Linked DNA regions of Mus musculus: region 1 is linked to region 2. Evidence: chromatin contacts called from public Hi-C data. All regions are on one chromosome and are shown on one strand. Each heading gives the region's core, a stretch centred on a gene start, on an enhancer-like site or on the middle of the called end of the contact. The rest is flanking DNA. Distances are from core to core; before and after follow the strand shown.

Region 1 (4,534 bases), core at 1,953-4,452, 290 kb after region 2:
AAGAACAAGCCACCCAATTTCTGAAATCACTGAAGTGGAAAGCTTGTCTGTAAGTAACCTAAAACTGGTCAACACTTAGACTCCTTTGTATTTTGAGTATATGGGAGGGATCAAATGTCACTCCCAAAATGCCTTTTCCTTTCCACAGGCAGGCATTGTGAGGCCCCGGGTAGCCTGGGATTATTATCTGACTGAAACTAAATTGCTCTGGTTAGACATCTGTTATTCTGTCGAAAATATTGCCAAATGACTGCACCAAAATCAGGCAAATAGGATGAAGTGTGTTAAGGAAGGGTAAGGGTCCTGTCTCTCCCAGTCTGGACATGATGAGGCGACTCTCCAGGAAGGATTTCCGAAACTCCACACAACGTGATTGCTGGAAGGGGTGTCTTACAGGCTCCTATAGGAACAGTAAGCTGTGCAGCCATGATTAGAAACAAAAGAGAGCATTCCAGCACAGACAAGAGATAGGATGCTGCTCAGAAGCCAAAGCCAGTAATGGTAGCTGTGGGTGTACATGGCACCACCACAGAAATGCCAGCTCAAGAGGATCGTGAGACCAGGCAGGACACAAGGAAAGTCATGAGGGGTTTAAGGCTGCATTCCTCTTATGGTTATGTATAGTTGATGCTCTGTGAGGCAACGAGTCGAGTCGTTTCTACCTGATATCCTTCAGGCTACATCATTTCTTTTGTCTCAGGTTTGAGTCCTTTCCTTCAAAGTCAAAGTTACAACACCCTAGAACTAACACGTGCTTTTGGCTCACAAAGGTCAATTCTGGCTCTCAAATTCAACCACCTCATAGAGTTCACCAGGCTAAATAGTTTGCCTTTCTTTGCAAAGAGAGAACTAAGTCTTCTGAAGTAAGAGATGCATAGAGACTTGTGGGTCCGATTCTGTCCTAAGTAACTCAACACGGATTGTCCAGCATTCTGCAGACAAGCCCAAGGCCTTCATTCTTCCTTCCTCATACCACGGGACCTTATAGCAGAGTTTCTTGAACACTTCCTACTCACTAGCCTCCTCCACTGGATGAAACATTTACATAACCCTAAGTATGTAAGTGTATAAGATAGATCTACAGATCAAATATATTTACTGATAAATCATAAAGAAAATTGTTTTAAAACAATTCTTTGTTATCCACATAATTGTAGCATTATTAAAGATGGAAGAAAACTGATGATATAAATGTGTCTCTTTATTTTTATATAAACAGTTAAATCATGCTCGAATAGTTGATACTATGGGATGTTCAGCATCTTCAATGTTTTTCAGAGTTGATCTATATTTTGACTTTATGATTATCAATGCTGAAAATCTGCTTCACAAAAACATATAGACTAAAGCAGAAATAAATTTAGGAGTATTTCAGAAACTGCTGGCAAATATCCAAATCCCAAGCCAAAATCCATTGGGTAACTTTTTATGAGACTGAAGGCAGCAACTCAAAAACCAAACATTCACACAGTACAATCCAGGGATACACAAACTTGATACAAACATGGTGAGAAACAATGCTCAAGAAACATTAAAAATCTTTATTTGCATGAATTAATTCATCATGTTTCCATAAGATCAGAAAATGTTGCTTGAGTATCAAAAACTCTGCAGTGCATAGCATGCAATAGCCTCAAATATGGAAGAGGTACTGCAGGCAGCCGTCGCTGGTGCTCGGTGGTGTGACACCCTGTGCAAGTATGACATTGTGTGCAAAGTGAATACGTTGTGTGTTTAGGACCAAGTCTGCAGTGAAGTCATGTGATACAGTACAGGCAAACTCTGCAAGAAACACCTCAGGTTCACCATAGGGTTGGTTTTAAATTAATTTTGATGGTTATGTGCTTGAGAGCCGTACATCACTGCTAAAATTTTCTGATCCCCACATTCAGCTACACCCATGTTTTAAGAAGCTAAAGGCCTGATGTGGTGGTTTGAAGAGACGGGTTTGAAGATCTTATATTTGAACGTGTAGACATCAAGGAGTGGCACTATTTGAAAGGATTAGGAGGTGTGGCCTAATTGAAGGAAGTGTGTCACTGGAGATGGGCCTAGTTGCTCTGTCTTCCTGCTGCCTGTGGATCCACACGTGAAGTTCATAGCTTCATTTCCAGCACCATGAATACCTGTGTGCTGTCATGCTTCTACCATGATAATGGATGAAACCTCTGAACTGTAATTTCAGTTAAGTGTGTGTGTGTGTGTGTGCATGTGTGTATACATGTGCATATATGAATGCCCATGGCCATCCTGTCTTTTCACAGCAATAGAGCACTAAGAAAGAAGACCATAATATTGAGGTTTTACCTTCAATGTAATTTTTCATGCCTACTTCTCACTGAATCACTATAAAGAAGCCAAAGAAAAATCTTCCTGAGCAGTGCCTGCCTTAATTTTCTTACTGTAAGAATCACACACCTACTCAGCCCATCTGTCATTATAGCAATGTTAAAAAGTGACATTCTTAAGGTGTAACAATGAAGATTTAAGTGAGGCCCATGTTTCCAAGTGAAGCCCTAATGTTTGATTCAGATCCAGTGATTTGAATCAAAATATTTCCATGGGAACCTGCAGCCAGCCTGAAATACTTACTCCCAAATTGAATAAATCTTTTTTTTAATAAGTTCTGGGTTTTGTTTGTTTATTTTTTATTTGCTCTCTAAACCAATACAATGAACTGAAAGACAGTTTTAAAAACAATACTGACACATGCAGATAAAAGCTGTCCTTTCTAAACAGTATTTAAACAATAAAATTAAATTTCTTTGAGCATCAATTCCCTGAGCTGTAGACAGTGTCTAGTACAATGGAGAACAAATGGATGAGTGAATGAATGAAAAAAAAACTTTGTTTAAATGAAAGATTTATAAGATCTGAAGAGAAAGCAGACTATGAAAGACTTTCAAAACTTGTGTTCAGTGGCCAGTGATGAACTGATCAATAAGAAAGAGCCAGAAATGGTAACACATGAAGCTGGGAAACTCACAAAGTCTATCTTAAGATAGCATTAAGAAGAATACTGAAGGAAGAAGTCAGCCTATTGGGTCAGAAGATCAGGGTCACCAGAATTGTTATCATAGACTACCACAAACTGATTCAACTAATTTTCCGCTGAGCAATGCATTCCAGGGCTTTTGAAAGTCCCCACACTTCACAGCATGCTTCCCCAGCAGGAAGGGCCCCTTAAACATAATTTGATTCAGTCCATGTGTTTAGAAGAAAAAGGCAAAGACCCAAAGCAGTGGTGTAGCATGCCCGAGGTCACACAGTTATGTAGCCACCCACTCAATGTTCCTTCCAGGGCACCATGGTACCATGCTAAGAGTTCGTGGAAGGGATGGAAAGCCAGGATAGTGAAAAGCAGGATTCTAGACACAGAAGAGCTACTTAAGAAAGGATGGGCTCTAAGGATTCAGAGTGAGTGGGGAAAAACAGGAAAGAATGTAAAACATTGATGTAAAGGAGCCTCAAGACTCCCCGCAGAGCAAGAGGGACACAAGAACTTGGTTGATAAACATATGGAGAAGGAACATGGCTATAAATCCAGTTGGGACACTTCCTTTTCAAAGGATCTGTCCCAAACACAGCAATGTCACAGGAATGCAGGCTGCTTTGCTGTTGGCTGGAAGAAAGAGAAAGTGGCTTGAGCCACGCCTCATAGCAAGCATTTCCGAGTGAGATTCCATCATCCCAAGCGGTGCCAGAACCACCAAACCACCAAGGACCATGGGGAAATGACTGGCTACTCTGATCCAAGCAGAACCAAAGGATTGAGATGTTCCAGGAGTTGCTTTTAAAGAAAGTTTTCCCCTGCCCTACTGAGAAGAGAAAACCCATGAAGAAGGGAGAAATGGAGCTGTGTTACAATTCATCAGTAAAGCAGGAGAGCGAGAAAGGCAGGAACAAGGCGGCTTATATACTTTCCATAGCATGAAAACCTGTGGGCCTGGAAGGGAATGCAATGAGAACTTTTGACATAGACAGCCAAGATTTGGCTGCTGGACTGTTGGAATAGCTGCAGACACAGGGAAGAGTGAAACATGCAGCCTCCTAAGGGCTGGCATAAGAACATAGCCCGGACAAGAAGACAGGCAGCCAAAAGCCTAATTGCCTTAAAGTTCAGGTCGAGCCTGGAGACCCAGTGCTAGAACTTTGCCCAAATGAGGGAAATGGGGCTTCTGTCTAATGAACTCAATCAGGCAGATGGACCCTCTCACTTTCTACACTGTGTTCAGACTGTCGGAGATCAAGATAAACCACGGTCGCTCTGAAACAGTCCTTTCTCCTTTGCTCTGCCTGTCAATGGCCTCATAACCTTCAGACCTTTTTGAATGTTCTGTAGGAGCAAGCCGAGAATGATTGGACAACCAGTTGTTTTGTTCTGTTTTGTTTTTTGTTTTTAATGCATGTAGTGACTTCTTGAGGATTCTAATTAGGAGATGATAAACATGTAGGACCTTAGATCAAGTGTGTGAAGCATCAAGCCGCCTTCCATCACTACACTCTGCACACACACAAAGCAACAACTAAGGTG
Region 2 (4,591 bases), core at 1,569-4,068:
GAGTCCCTTGGCTGTTAGTCACATGAACATGGCTGCATACATTCTTACTACTCCATCTTTGCCCAAGGTGGGAGAGGAATGTTTTATTGGTGGTCCTCATATGTATTTGTGTGGGGGAGGGTATTTGTTATAGTTATTATGTTAGGACATGAACTATATTTATACGATCAATGCATTAAACACAAAACCTGTATGTGTGTGTATAACAACTTAGAATCAGTGCTGAGAGAGTCCCTACTCACTCATTTTAGTAACTAATAGAGTAGCAAAGTCGAATGACAGGCAGCCCTGTGTTTAAAGATGTGCCGCTGGTACCTAGTGGATTCAGGGCCGCCCATGACAGAGCTGAAGAGTCCTCCTTGTGCCTCAATTCAGGCAGCAGGGACAGCCAGGGGTAAAACAACTCTGTCATTGAAAGTGTCATTCAAAGGCAGCCTGTACATCACAGCAAAGAAGCGAAATCCCAGAAAGGTTAACAGACTCCGGAAAAGAGCTAAGTCTTCTATTCTGAGACTTGTTACCTATGGCTGGAAAGGAGCTACCTCATAGCACACACAAGGCACATAGTCTAAAGTTATTCTCTTAATTTGCTTAATTTATTCTGGTGCTTCTGCCTTATGTGGTCAAATTTTTCACCTCAATGCAAAACATTTGTTTGTTTGTTTGTTTATTTATTTATTTATTTATTTATTTATTTATGCTTAAGCGTTTGGTTTCATAACCAAAAACATTTATTGGCAAGACCAATATCAATAACCTCTATTGGGTTTTATACTATATTTATTTTCAAAGGATAAAATTGTATCAAAGGGATAAATAGTCTGAGTCCTTATTCAGACAGTTTAAATTCAAGCCCAAAATGGCTGCTGTCGTTTGAAGGGATTGGTCACCATGTATTCTCGTGTCAAGATACTCAACAATGTTCTCTGAGTCCTCAGAGAGAGGGCGAAGACTTTGATATTTGATTCATACAATCCTTATCTGCAACGTAACCAATGATTTCTTGTGGACACATTAACTTCTCTACATCTAGATCAGGAACTTCAAACCCAAATTCACATCCTATGGCCATAACAATCTCTACTTGGTCCAAACTGTCTAAGCCCGGGTCCTTCATAAAATGCAAATTTCTCGAGAGCTTTGCAGGGTCTGTCTTGCTGTAGATTTCCACACATATAGCACCCAGCCATTGCTTGCCTCTAACATCAAAGGGGCAAATCACTCACTGATGATGCTCTTGTGGGACTTTTCCAGACACCTCCCAGCCTTGAGGAAGGGAGTACACCCACAGTAAAGGTCATCTTAGGGTCACTTTGCAGGCGCTGAAACAAGCAGCTTCCCAAGGCCTTCCTCCTTCTGGCACAAAGACAACTTAGAACAAATAGGAGCCCATTTCAGAGCAAGCTCTGTGAACTACCCAAGTTTGGTGAGAATCAGCAATGTGCATCCTTTTCAAGAGCTGGCTAGTTTTTTCATTCCCTCAGCATGTAATCAGCTGGCCCACACAGGCTTTAGTGAGCAAGTGAAGTGGGTTCTCTTTGTTTTACTTTGGGTTTGGTTTTTCTAGCAGCTTTAGAGTTCCATACATTATAGCTAAGTTTTACATTTTGGGTTGATTTTGTATATAGTTTGTGATAAGGGTTCAATTCACTCTTCTGCATGTGTGTAAACAAATTTCCTAACCCTGCAGTCAGTCAGTCAGTCAGTCAGTCAGTCAGTCAGTCAGTCAATCTGTCTGTCTGTCTGTCTGTCTGTCTCTCCATTGTAAATCCTTTCCACCTTGTGAAAATAATACATTTACTATAAGGCATATCATTCTGGGCTTTCTATCATGCTCTGTTTATCTATGCATCTATCTGTGGTTTTATGTAGAACCACAATGTTTGGATTATTGTGGTTTTGTAGCATATTTTGAAATAACGAAGTATAATACCTCTGGCTTTGGGGTTTTTTTTTTCTTTCAATATTGCTTTGGGCATTTGGGGTCTTCTGTGTTTCCTGATGAATTTTGGGGTTTCCATTTTTCTCATTCTGTGGTGAATGACATTGGAGTTTTGATAGAGATTACATTGATCTGTGTATGTTTCTGCATGGGATGGACATTTTAGCAGTGTTATGATTTTGCTCAGTGGGTAAATTCTGTGTTTTTTTTCCATTGAAAAAGACAGAAGAGAGACAGAGATAAAGAGAGGAAAGGCGAAAGAAGGAGAGGGAAGCAAAAAAGCAAGGAGGGAGAGAGAGGAAAAGAAGCAAGGAGAAAAAAGAAGGAAGAAGAAGAAAGAGGAGAGAGGCAGAAGGAAGGAGAGGTAAGACAGGAGCAAGCAGATGGAGCCTGGTAATTAGAGTTGATCATTTTAATATATATATATATGTATATATATATATATATATGTCACAGAACATCAAGTTGTATATTCTAAATGCATACAGTTCACACAACCAGTGGCAGGAACAGAGAGAGAGAGAGAAAGAGAGAGAGAGAGTTAGAGAGAGAGACAGAGAGAGAGACACACACAGAGACACAGACAGAAGATAGACAGAGACAGATGGAGATGGAGATAGAGACAGAGGGAGAGAGAGAGAGAGAGAGAGAGAGAGAGAGAGAGAGAGAGAGAGAGAGAGAGAGAGAATTGTGTTCATAGGCAACCCCTATTTCTGAATCACCATCTCAAAGAATCTGGTTCAGAACTGGGTGGGTCCCAGGAATCTTAATGGTTACTCAACTTCCCAGGGGACTTGGCTGGGTGGTCCTGGGGCTGCACTTGAAGAAACACTCCTCTGGAATCTCAGCCTCTGAACTTTCTAACCTTGTTACTTCCCAAAGGATGATGTGGCCTCACTCCACTCAAATGTCCAAACAATACATAAGATTCTTTGTGATTCATACTTGTGTCCTTATTTTCTGACTCAACAATTAATTCCTGGTTAGGTCAGTCATTGAGCAATTTTCTTTTGCTCAGTCAGTCAGCCCCTCTCTTCTGTGTGCCAGACACTGGAGAGACAGGAATCCCAGTCCTCCCCACTGAACCCACAGAATGGCAATAGCAGTAACGATGGTTCTTCCAGCACTCTATCCATGTGCACAGTCCATGCAGCTTATGTTACTGGCCTATTTCATTCTCTACCTTTTGGTAACCTGTCATGAACCAGAACAAAATCTGAGAATATAAATATAGACAGAGAATCAGAAAGTAGTCTGCAGCTCATTTTTTACCCTTAATATATGTCTTTAAGTTCTTTGTGTCTATCTTTTTTCTTTTAATCGATTGTTCCCTCCCCTCCCCTCTTCTCCCCTCTCCCCCTTCCCCTCCCCTCCCCTCCCCTCCTCTCCTCTCCTCTCCCCCCTCCTCTCCCCCCTCCTCTCCCCCTCCCCTCCCCTCCCCTCCCCTCCCCTTCCTCTCCTCTCCTCTCCTCTCCTCTCCTCTCCTCTCCTCTCCTCTCCTCTCCTCTCCTCTCCTCTCCTCTCCTCTCCTCTCCTCTCCTCTCCTCTCCTCTCCTCTCCTCTCCTCTCCTCTCCTCTCCTCTCCTCTTCTCTCCTCTCAAAAACAGTGCTCATGCACTTTAGGCAAGCCCAGAACTTACTGTGTAGCCTAGAATGGCCTGAAACCTGATAGCAATCCTCCTGTCTCAGCCTCTAAACTTCTGAGATTACAGTGTGTACTACCATGAATGACCCAGTCTTTCTTCATAGTAGCTACAGAGAATCCCACTATGGAGGTACTGTTTTGTCTTTGACCACCATTCCCCTGATGAATTTGCATTTCACTAGTTACAAATAGTCCCCTTATAAACTTCAGAGCAAATATGATATACTCTTCTTTTAGAGGATGAGTTAAGAACAGTTAGTGATCCTGCCAGGGCTTCCCCCCCCCCCCTGACACTAGCATAGTCCTCCCTGCCTCAACACCAACAGTTCTTTCTTTATGTGTTACTACCTCCTATGATTCTCACAGGCTAAGTGCTGGACTCTGTGGAAACTACAAACTCACACCAACCTGACTTCTCTTGGGACTTCAAGTTCACCGGAGGAGTGCTAACGGAATAGACTCTAGGAGCTGTCTGGGAATGGAGGGTGGAAACTGCTCTAGAAAGAGGTGTTGAATGATTGCAAACTCACCAGTCATGCTGATCATCACTGGAGGAAGCATGTGTGTGCGTGTGCGTGTGCGTGCGTGAGACAAAGAGAGAAGGAGAGAGACAGAGAGAGGGAGAGGGAGGAGGGATTAAAGCCTGGAAAGGTGGAATGACATCTGCCTATGAGGAGTCATAGAGCATCTTGTATGTGTCTGAAAACCACCAGAGTCCTAAGCTAGTGAGCACAGTATAAATAAATACTTACCCCATTTGGCAGCTTCAGTAGAACCCTGGAAGTGAGTGGGCGATAGGGTCCTGTGTCTGTGGCAAGCAAAGATATTTGCCCTTTTAATAGCTTGGATTCTTCCTTTTTAAATGAAGAAAGTAATATCTAGTGCCTGCTCACTTGACAGGATGTTACAAGGCTTGGCTAATTTCTGTAAATGTTTTGAGCTCCTCTGAGGTATGTGTTCTGTAAATAGGGGGGTATTAATAGCAGCCGTCAGAACAGAAACAA

Evidence for each region. Hi-C and Micro-C count contacts between places; a contact is called where the count stands out from the background.
Region 1: a contact with region 2 is called in a Hi-C map of muscle stem cells, with 2.1 times the contacts expected there. The contact joins two enhancer-like sites. A contact is called at or near these places in 1 of 484 Hi-C or Micro-C datasets (muscle stem cells), 4 of 115 datasets of contacts at active chromatin or transcription factors (the NIH/3T3 cell line, embryonic stem cells and fibro-adipogenic progenitors) and 1 of 9 other capture datasets (embryonic stem cells).

Annotation. Positions count from the first base shown.
Region 1 is chr9:41,805,834-41,810,367 of GRCm38.p6, forward strand. It overlaps Gm35940 (a long non-coding RNA gene), which reads left to right. Exons shown (of 3, transcript XR_379298.3): 1 at 1-49. Among named protein-coding and RNA genes, the nearest start is that of Gm35940, 2.5 kb to the left of the region's middle. Within about 2 kb of position 3,203, at least 60 of the 459 cell types and tissues checked have an H3K27ac peak or open chromatin away from gene starts, as enhancers often do. A contact at or near this core is called in the NIH/3T3 cell line, fibro-adipogenic progenitors and muscle stem cells, where this site is marked.
Region 2 is chr9:41,512,558-41,517,148 of GRCm38.p6, forward strand. The region is part of intron 3 of Mir100hg (Mir100 Mirlet7a-2 Mir125b-1 cluster host gene); the gene reads left to right. Among named protein-coding and RNA genes, the nearest start is that of Mir100, 17 kb to the right of the region's middle. Within about 2 kb of position 2,819, at least 54 of the 459 cell types and tissues checked have an H3K27ac peak or open chromatin away from gene starts, as enhancers often do. A contact at or near this core is called in the NIH/3T3 cell line, fibro-adipogenic progenitors and muscle stem cells, where this site is marked.